Regions from separate parts of the Pan troglodytes genome. Here region 2 is linked to region 1. The links are chromatin contacts, called in public HiChIP or PLAC-seq maps. All regions are on one chromosome and are shown on one strand. Each heading gives the region's core, a stretch centred on a gene start, on an enhancer-like site or on the middle of the called end of the contact. The rest is flanking DNA. Distances are from core to core; before and after follow the strand shown.

Region 1 (4,618 bases), core at 1,499-3,998:
GTACCTCCCACAGCCTCTGCAGCCTTGGGCGGGGGAGAGGGGTGAGCCAGTCCTGAATTGGGGTGGGAGGAGCAGGGACAAAAATAACCCAGTACAGGTTCCTGCTGAGGCCAGAAATAGCATAGTGACAAGTGCCTTGTAACACCCTGGATGAGCAGCAGGGGGAGGCTGAGCTGAGGCTGGCCCAGCCTCACACCAGGCCCTGGCTGGGCTACATACCATACCACACGGTCCGTGTGTACACACGCGTGTGGGGGGCCCGAGAGACCATGGCTCAGGACAGGGAATCTGGAGAGATGCTGAACTTGGGCTTGGCCTTGGCCATGGGCACGCTGCGCTTGCGCAGGGGCCCGCGGGCTGAGGCGAGGGTCAGAGCTTCCAGTAGGCTGCGGTCCTCATCAAGCTGGCGGGCCGTGCAGAGTGGTGTGGGCACTTTGATGGTGTTGCCAAACTTGGAGTAGTCCACAGAGTAGCGTCCGTCCTCCTCAGCTACAATGGGCACAAAGCGCTGGCCCCACAGGATCTCATCGGCCAGGTAGGAGGTGCGGGCCTGGGTGGTGATGCCCGTGGTTTCCACCACGCCTTCCAGGATGACGATGATCTCGAGGTCCTGGTGGTGGTGCAGGTCACTGGGTGCCAGGTCGTAGAGTGGGCTGTTGGCATCGATGACATGGTAGATGATCAGCGGGGCCACCAGGAAGATGCTGTTGCCACCCACGCCGTTCTCCATGGGGATGTCCACCTGGTGGAGGGGCACCACCTCGCCCTCGGGGCTGGTGGTCTTGCGTACCACCTGCATGTGGATGGTGGCGCTGATGATCATGCTCTTGCGGAGGTCACCCACACGCAGCATGAAGCAGAGGCGGCCGTGGCGCAGGGCGATCACCGCATGCTTGCTGAAGATGAGGGTCTCAGCCCTGCGGTGGGCTTGGGCAGTCTTCATGAAGATGCAGCCAAGCATGATGGCGTTGATCATGAGCCCCACGATGTTCTGCACGATGAGGATCAGGATGGCCAGCGGGCACTCCTCAGTCACCATGCGCCCCCCAAAGCCAATAGTCACTTGGACCTCAATGGAGAAAAGGAAGGCAGACGAAAAGGAGTGGATGCTGGTGACACAGGGCTCAGCAGTGCCCTTGCTGGGGGCCAGGTCACCGTGGGCGAAGGCGATGAGCCACCAGGCCATGGCGAAGAGCAGCCAGCTGCACAGGAAGGACATGGTGAAGATGAGCAATGTGTGTGGCCACTTGAGGTCCACCAGCGTGGTGAACACGTCCTGCAGGAAGCGGCCCTGCTCCCGGATATTCTTGTGGGCCACGTTGCAGTTGCCTTTCTTGGACACAAAGCGGGCCCTCCGCTGGCGGGCACGGTACCTGGGCTCGGCAGGGTCCTCTGCCAGGCGTGTCAGCACGTACTCCTCGGGGATGATGCCCTTGCGGGACAGCATGGCTCCGGTGACCCCGAGGGAGGGGCTTCCCCCATCGGAGGCACCCCTCGGACGTGGCCTAGGGCCTCACTGCAGCGTCCTCTTGGTGGGCACCTTCTCACCCTGGGGCTGCACTCAGCCTGTGCTGGCCTCACTTCTGAGATAACTCCCCACCAGACTCTTCCTTACCTCCACCTGGGTCCCACTTCACTTCTTAATACCAGCCTCAGGCCGGGCGCGGTGGCTCACGCCTGTAATCCCAGTACGTTGGGAGGCTGAGGAGGGCAGATCACTAGGTCAGGAGTTCGAGACCAGCCTGACCAACATGGTGAAACCCCATCTCTACTAAAAATACAAAAGTTAGGTGGGCATGGTGGTGCGCACCTGTAATCCCAGCTACTCAGGAAGCTGAGGCAGGAGAATCGCTTGAACCCGAGAGGCGGAGGTTGCAGTGAGCCGAGATCACGCCACTGCACTCCAGCCTGGGCGACAGAGCGAGACTCCGTCTCAAAAACAAAAAACAAAACAAAAAACAGCCTCACCCTTGAGCCCACCTGCCTGTCGCCTAGGGAGCCCCCAACCCTGCCGGCTCTCCACCTGGCCCTGCGTCCTCCCCCAGCTTCCCCCACCTGCTGACCACCCCTGGGCCTCCCGCTGAGAGCCCTTCTCCCTGCCCAGCCTGCCTTCCCAGCCCAGCTCAGAACTTAACACCTCCGGATCTCTCCCACTAACCGGACCTCACCCCCACCTCCGGGTCTCCCGCCTCACCTGTCTGGCCTTCGGGCTCCCAGGCTCCAGCTCAGGTCCTGGCCACCCCCGCCCCGTCTCCCCTCCAGATGCGCCCCCTGTGTCCTACTCCACCCCTCCCGGAGCGCCCCCGCCGCTCTCCGGATCCCCCTCCAGCTCTCGTCCTCTCTGTCTCCTTGGGATCCTGCGTTCTCTGGAGTCACCACCCCACCCGGCTCAACTCCGGCTCCCCGGCCCCGCGCGCGACCCGGCGGGGCTGACTCCGAGTCGCGGCCTCCCGGTCCCTGCCGCCCGCCCGCGCCGCGGCCCCCGCTCCGCGCCGGGTCCCGGCCCCGCCCGCCGCCGCCGCTGCACCTGCTCCTGCTCCTCACGCCACGGCCGTCGCCTCCCCGCCCCCTCCCGCCGCCCGGGCGCTCGCGGCTGGCCGTCCTCCCGTCTGTCTGTCCGTCCGTGGGTCCGCGGAGACCGACCTGGGCTAGGCAGGGGTCTAGGACGGCGGGAGGGGGGCGCACGAGGAGAGGAACGGGGCCGCGGACCGCCAGGGGGAGCCCGACCTGCACCGGAGCGCAGGGGGCGGGGCCGGAGCAAGCCCCCGCCCCTCCCGCGCCCCTCCCCGCCCCCGCCCTCCACCTCCCCTCCCGGGACTCTCAACCTGGCCTTTGGAGTTTTTCTGATCCTCGGAACCCAGAGGTTCCTCCTGCCCACGCTCTACCTAAGTGGGGGGCTGGGAGGGATCTGTGACCCGCCCTCCCAGTCTGGGGCCGCCGCCCTGTCGCCCTGGCTCCCCTCCCCCAATATCCCCATCCGTATTTGGGTCAGTAATCCGCCTCTCGGCCGCGCCAGGTTTGCAGGTTCCCCGGGAAAGGAGGCGCTGAGAGGCGGAGCCACCAATCCCAGGGCTGGCGGAAATTAGGCGGTCCGAGGACCTCTCAACCTGCAGCTGCTTCTCTTTGGGGGATGCTCTTAATCTTAGTCTTGAATCCTTTGACAATCTGATGGAAGCTCAGACTCCCTCTCATAAAAAAAAAAAAAAAAAAAAAAAAAAGGCCTCGGCAGGAAAGGAGCACAGTTTAACACCTGCTACTGCAGTGGGGCAGCCTGGGCGGCTCCATCTTCTCAACCATTCCGGCCCTACTTTAAAGAAGGTTTGAGCCGAGGCCACTTGCTTTACACTTTCTCACACCTGTCACCTGACTTCTTCCACGTTAGGTCATAGGTGGTATTTAGGCCTGAACAGTGTGTTAGGGCTGCCTCGGGCACTGGGGGACCCAGGCTCTTGGTCCCGGCATGGTAGTGTTTCTGTTCAGGCATTAGCCTGAGGCTGCCCTGTGGCATGGACCCGGGTTCTCAGCTGGGAGGCAAAGCCTGCTAGATCTCTGTTGTTGGAACAGTAACGGCTTTACCGCTGTCTGTGGCTCAGATCCTTATGGAAGAACCCCTGACCATCTGTGGCCATTTTGTTGGAGTGGGGGCTTGAGACAGGGTCTGGAAAGGGCAGTGTGGCTGTGGGCCACAGTGGGGGCACGATATGCATTTTATATTGGATTTTCCTTTCTCTCCCTACCCACCTGCAGGCAGAGCGAACACCGCTACAAAGGATGGGTGTGATCATGGGCTATACTAAGAAAGATGCATTGTCTAGGAAGGGGAGGGTAAAATGAGATGAGCAGAGTGGGAAGCTCAAGGAGACAGGGTTACATGGGGAAATCTCTGAGGCAACTACAACTGTCCAGCCATCAGAAAAGGAAAGTCCCCCAGGGATTTGGGCACTATTGCAGAAACACCTGGCCTTGAAGGAGGATGAACTAGTAGTTTTTTGTGGCCCAAAGAGTAGAACCAGGACACTAAGTGGAACAGAGGCAGGCTTTGGTTTCACATATGCAAGAGTCAGTTCTAATAACAATAACCAGAGATGAGCCACATCTGTGGGGTACCCAAATCAAGTCGGTGGGCCATGAGGGATGTTATACAGGGATTTTGGGCCAGGATGACCTTGGGCATCCGTGCAACACCTCACTGTGGGCCCAGCCCTGCCCCTGCTACTTCCCTTCAATCTGTCGAGGTGGGGTGGCTTTGGAGCAGTGGTAGGCTTGTGGAGTCCTCTTTCAGTTCCCCGGTCTGCTCTTGGGAGATCTCACAGTGGAGGAAGCTGCTGGGCCCCTGGGGAAATCTCAGAGCTGGAAAGGCTGGGTTCTGCCTCCCGGTGCAGCCTTGAGGCCTCACCTCCCTCCCTGCTGCTCACCCTTCTGAGAGGCTGAGTCTCCCACCTGAAAGGCTCAGCCTCCCCTTTTGCTCCATCCTGCACTTGCTTATAGTCATCTCCACCAAATACTGAACTTGTCAAGTCCCTTTCTTGCTCAAAACCCTTCTCCCTTTTTGTCCATGGGCATACCCCACACTCCTTGCTCTGGCATTCAGGGCTCTCTGATATGATGCCCTCCCCAC
Region 2 (4,551 bases), core at 426-2,925, 330 kb after region 1:
AGCACCACTACCAGCAGCAGAGAAGTGAAGAAGTTAGGACCCCAACAGAGCCCTCTGAGTTTTGTGGGAAGGGAGGACTTCTTAGGGCCCGGAACGGCCAGCTAGAATGCCTTCCAGAAGTTAGTGGGAAAGGCACAAAGATCACTCCTGCTTAAATTTCTGGTTTCCAGGAGGGGAGATCCAGGCAGGGATGTATGGCCAACAGAGATTCCTAGCCAGAGTGCTGAGAGGACTGTGTGAACTGCAGATTCAGGAAGAGGCTGAGAGACCCCCATGGGGGTGGCCGGTATGCTGAGGCTTGTATGGGAGCCAGATATCCCACATCCCATGGGGTGGTTGCCTCCTCCTGTTTCCAGCCTTTCCAGTGAGGCTGCAGGAAAGAGACACAGCTAAGGCCTGGAGACTCTTGGGACTCCGTCAGGGCATGGTGCCACAGATGAGTTGTAAGCCTGCGGGACACAGCATCCAACTCTGAAAGCCCCTTGCTCGAATAACCCTACATCACCGCCTGAGGGCTTCCATATCCTTGGTCTCTTCAGACTCTCATCCCCACCACAATTACTCCAAGAAATTACTGTCATCCCCAAATCTATAACTGGAAACTGAGGCTCAGGAAGGAGACATGACTTCCACAAAATCACACAGTTGGGAAACTCTGGAGTCTGGTCTCAACTGGTCTGCAAACCGCACTCTCGGAGACTTCAGGTGAGATGAGGTCAGGTTCTCAGGCCAGGTCCTGAAGTTTGACACCTTGGCGAAATGCACTTTCCTTGACTCAGCACCGCGAGTGAGGCGGAGCCAAGCCCCGAGCAGAAGGGTTTTCTTCCCAGCTGAAGAGGCAGCTCAGCCTAGACCCCAGGCATGGCACTGGACACCCCTGCTGTGGAAACGTGCAGATTTAGATGGAGGGGATTCCTAACCTGGGCAGGATCCGAGTTTGGAGAGATTGGCGCGAAGCTTTAGCAGCAATCCCCGATTCCTGTACAACCATAGCTGGGTTTCTAAGCGTCTAGGGAAGAAGGACTGGGCCCACGACCTGCTGAGCAACTCCCAGGTCGGGGACTGGCGGAATATCAGAGCCTCTACCAACCGTTTGTCTCGGGCTCGCCCACTTCAACTCTCGGGGTCTCTCTGCCTGTTGTTGCACTCGTGCGTTTCTCTGCCCCTGACGCTCTAAGCTTTCTGCTTTCTGCGTGTCTCTCAGCCTCTTTCGGTCCCTCTTTCACGGTCTCACTCCTCAGCTCTGTGCCCCCAATGCCTTGCCTCTCTCCAAATCTCTCACGACCTGATTTCTACAGCCGCTCTACCCATGGGTCCCCCGCAAATCAGGGGACAGAGGAGTGTTGAAAGTCAGCTCAGAGGTGAGCGCGCGCAGCCAGCGTTTCCCGCGGATACAGCAGTCGGGTGTTGGAGAGGTTTGGAAAGGGCGTGCCGGAGAGCCAAGTGCAGCCGCCTAGGGCTGCCGGTCGCTCCCTCCCTCCCTGCCCAGTAGGGGACCGAGCGCGCACGCCAGTGTGGAGGGGCGGGCTGGCTGGCCAGTCTGCGGGCCCCTGCGGCCACCCCGGGGACCCCCCCCAAGCCCCGCCCCGCAGTGTTCCTATTGGCCTCGGGCTCCCCCTCCCCCAGCTGCCCGCCTGGGCTCCGGGGCGTTTAGGCTACTACGGATAAATAGCCCAGGGCGCCTGGCGAGAAGCTAGGGGTGAGGAAGCCCTGGGGCGCTGCCGCCGCTTTCCTTAACCACAAATCAGGCCAGACAGGAGAGGGAGGGGTGGGGGACAGTGGGTGGGCATTCAGACTTCCAGCACTTTGCTATCTACAGCCGGGGCTCCCGAGCGGCAGAAAGTTCCGGCCACTCTCTGCCGCTTGGGTTGGGCGAAGCCAGGACCGTGCCGCGCCACCGCCAGGATATGGAGCTACTGTCGCCACCGCTCCGCGACGTAGACCTGACGGCCCCCGACGGCTCTCTCTGCTCCTTTGCCACAACGGACGACTTCTATGACGACCCGTGTTTCGACTCCCCGGACCTGCGCTTCTTCGAAGAGCTGGACCCGCGCCTGATGCACGTGGGCGCGCTCCTGAAACCCGAAGAGCACTCGCACTTCCCCGCGGCGGTGCACCCGGCCCCGGGCGCACGTGAGGACGAGCATGTGCGCGCGCCCAGCGGGCACCACCAGGCGGGCCGCTGCCTACTGTGGGCCTGCAAGGCGTGCAAGCGCAAGACCACCAACGCCGACCGCCGCAAGGCCGCCACCATGCGCGAGCGGCGCCGCCTGAGCAAAGTAAATGAGGCCTTTGAGACACTCAAGCGCTGCACGTCGAGCAATCCAAACCAGCGGTTGCCCAAGGTGGAGATCCTGCGCAACGCCATCCGCTATATCGAGGGCCTGCAGGCTCTGCTGCGCGACCAGGACGCCGCGCCCCCTGGCGCCGCAGCCGCCTTCTATGCGCCGGGCCCGCTGCCCCCGGGCAGCGGCGGCGAGCACTACAGCGGCGACTCCGACGCGTCCAGCCCGCGCTCCAACTGCTCCGACGGCATGGTAAGGCCGGGACCCCAGGAAGTGAGGAAGTTAGGACGGAGCTCGGGATATCAGGGACGCGTTTCCGAGGGCGGGGAGCTGGCCTTGCGGGAGGTTTGGGCCAGGATCCTTCCCGAGAGAGGGGACCCCCTTGTCCTGGGCAGCTGTCACTGGGGTAGCCTGTTTTGGAAGTGTGCGGGCAAGCGTTCGAGCTGCCCCATTGGGGGCGCTATTAGAACACTGCAGCGCGAACGTGAAGATCTTTTTCTCTACTTATCCCTACTTCCAAAACGTAAATTTGCGCCCCTTGGTGACTGTCCGCCCTTCTTTTGGCCCTGCATGTTGCAGACCTCATCTCCTACCCACCCGTAATTACCCCCCCAACCAGGACAGGTCTGGGCCCGGAACTAGAGCCTTAGGCTAGAGTTAGGGAGGGGGCGGCTACAGGAATTGGTGTTCGGGCCTCGAGCCGTCCCGCGGGCCTGACTCAGTCGCCCTTGCTGTTTGCAGATGGACTACAGCGGCCCCCCGAGCGGCGCCCGGCGGCGGAACTGCTACGAAGGCGCCTACTACAACGAGGCGCCCAGCGGTGGGTATTCCGGGCCTCTCCCTGCTCGCTCCTCCTCCTTCATGGAGCTGTCCTGGCCTCTATCTAGGACGCTCCCACCCCCACTCACACACGCCTATGTCCTGGGAAGTGGTACAGGAGATGAAATACTAAGCAAGTAGCTCCCTCTCTTTTGGATTGTCCCGGACTCTAACAAGTCCTCAGTTTCCAATCTGTCTCAAAAGTACTGGGCCCGGGGGTGGGAGGCTTGTCGCGGCCCCACCCCTGCTTACTAACCGAGCCCTCCCCGAGCAGAACCCAGGCCCGGGAAGAGTGCGGCGGTGTCGAGCCTAGACTGCCTGTCCAGCATCGTGGAGCGCATCTCCACCGAGAGCCCTGCGGCGCCCGCCCTCCTGCTGGCCGACGTGCCTTCTGAGTCGCCTCCACGCAGGCAAGAGGCTGCCGCCCCCAGCGAGGGAGAGAGCAGCGGCGACCCCACCCAGTCACCGGACGCCGCCCCGCAGTGCCCTGCGGGTGCGAACCCCAACCCGATATACCAAGTGCTCTGAGGGGATGGTGGCCGCCCACCCGCCCGAGGGATGGTGCCCCTAGGGTCCCTCGCGCCCAAAAGATTGAACTTAAATGCCCCCCTCCCAACAGCGCTTTAAAAGCGACCTCTCTTGAGGTAGGAGAGGCGGGAGAACTGAAGTTTCCGCCCCCGCCCCACAGGGCAAGGACACAGCGCGGTTTTTTCCACGCAGCACCCTTCTCGGAGACCCATTGCGATGGCCGCTCCGTGTTCCTCGGTGGGCCAGAGCTGAACCTTGAGGGGCTAGGTTCAGCTTTCTCGCGCCCTCCCCCATGGGGGTGAGACCCTCGCAGACCTAAGCCCCGCCCCGGGATGCACCGGTTATTTGGGGGGGCGTGAGACCCAGTGCACTCCGGTCCCAAATGTAGCAGGTGTAACCGTAACCCACCCCCAACCCGTTTCCCGGTTCAGGACCACTTTTTGTAATACTTTTGTAATCTATTCCTGTAAATAAGAGTTGCTTTGCCAGAGCAGGAGCCCCTGGGGCTGTATTTATCTCTGAGGCATGGTGTGTGGTGCTACAGGGAATTTGTACGTTTATACCGCAGGCGGGCGAGCCGCGGGCGCTCGCTCAGGTGATCAAAATAAAGGCGCTAATTTATACCGCCGTGGCTCCGGCTTTCCCTGGACATGGGTGGGGGATCCGGAGGAAAATCCGCAAACTGGGCCAGCTGTCCCTCAGCGACGCCTGTAGGCGGCAGGCGGATTGCAAGGAGGAAGCCTGCTGCCTGGGGAAGGAAGGAGGGGTGCAAATTTCTCCAGTACGTGGGGAAGTTCCTCTGACCTTGACTACATTACTACACACGTCCGTGGCTCTTATGGAAGGGTACACAGGTTGATATAAGTATTTTTTAAACCCATGTCTGAGCTCGCCCCCTAGATATTCTGATTTAATGTTT

What was found. HiChIP or PLAC-seq counts read pairs in DNA pulled down with a chosen protein or histone mark.
Region 2: an H3K4me3 HiChIP or PLAC-seq map of stem cell-derived excitatory neurons shows a contact between it and region 1, with 12 times the contacts expected there. The contact joins the promoter of MYOD1 here to the promoter of KCNJ11 in region 1. A contact is called at or near these places in 1 of 7 Hi-C or Micro-C datasets (stem cell-derived neural progenitor cells) and 1 of 1 datasets of contacts at active chromatin or transcription factors (stem cell-derived excitatory neurons).

The regions. Positions count from the first base shown.
Region 1 is chr9:21,446,276-21,450,893 of NHGRI_mPanTro3-v2.0_pri, forward strand. It overlaps KCNJ11 (potassium inwardly rectifying channel subfamily J member 11), which reads right to left and starts at 2,749. Exons shown (of 2, transcript XM_003312937.4): 1 at 2,528-2,749; 2 at 1-1,202. The coding sequence starts at 1,186. The coding sequence ends at 275.
Region 2 is chr9:21,775,929-21,780,479 of NHGRI_mPanTro3-v2.0_pri, forward strand. It overlaps MYOD1 (myogenic differentiation 1), which reads left to right and starts at 1,676. Exons shown (of 3, transcript XM_508311.7): 1 at 1,676-2,537; 2 at 3,027-3,105; 3 at 3,379-4,255. The coding sequence starts at 1,908. The coding sequence ends at 3,632.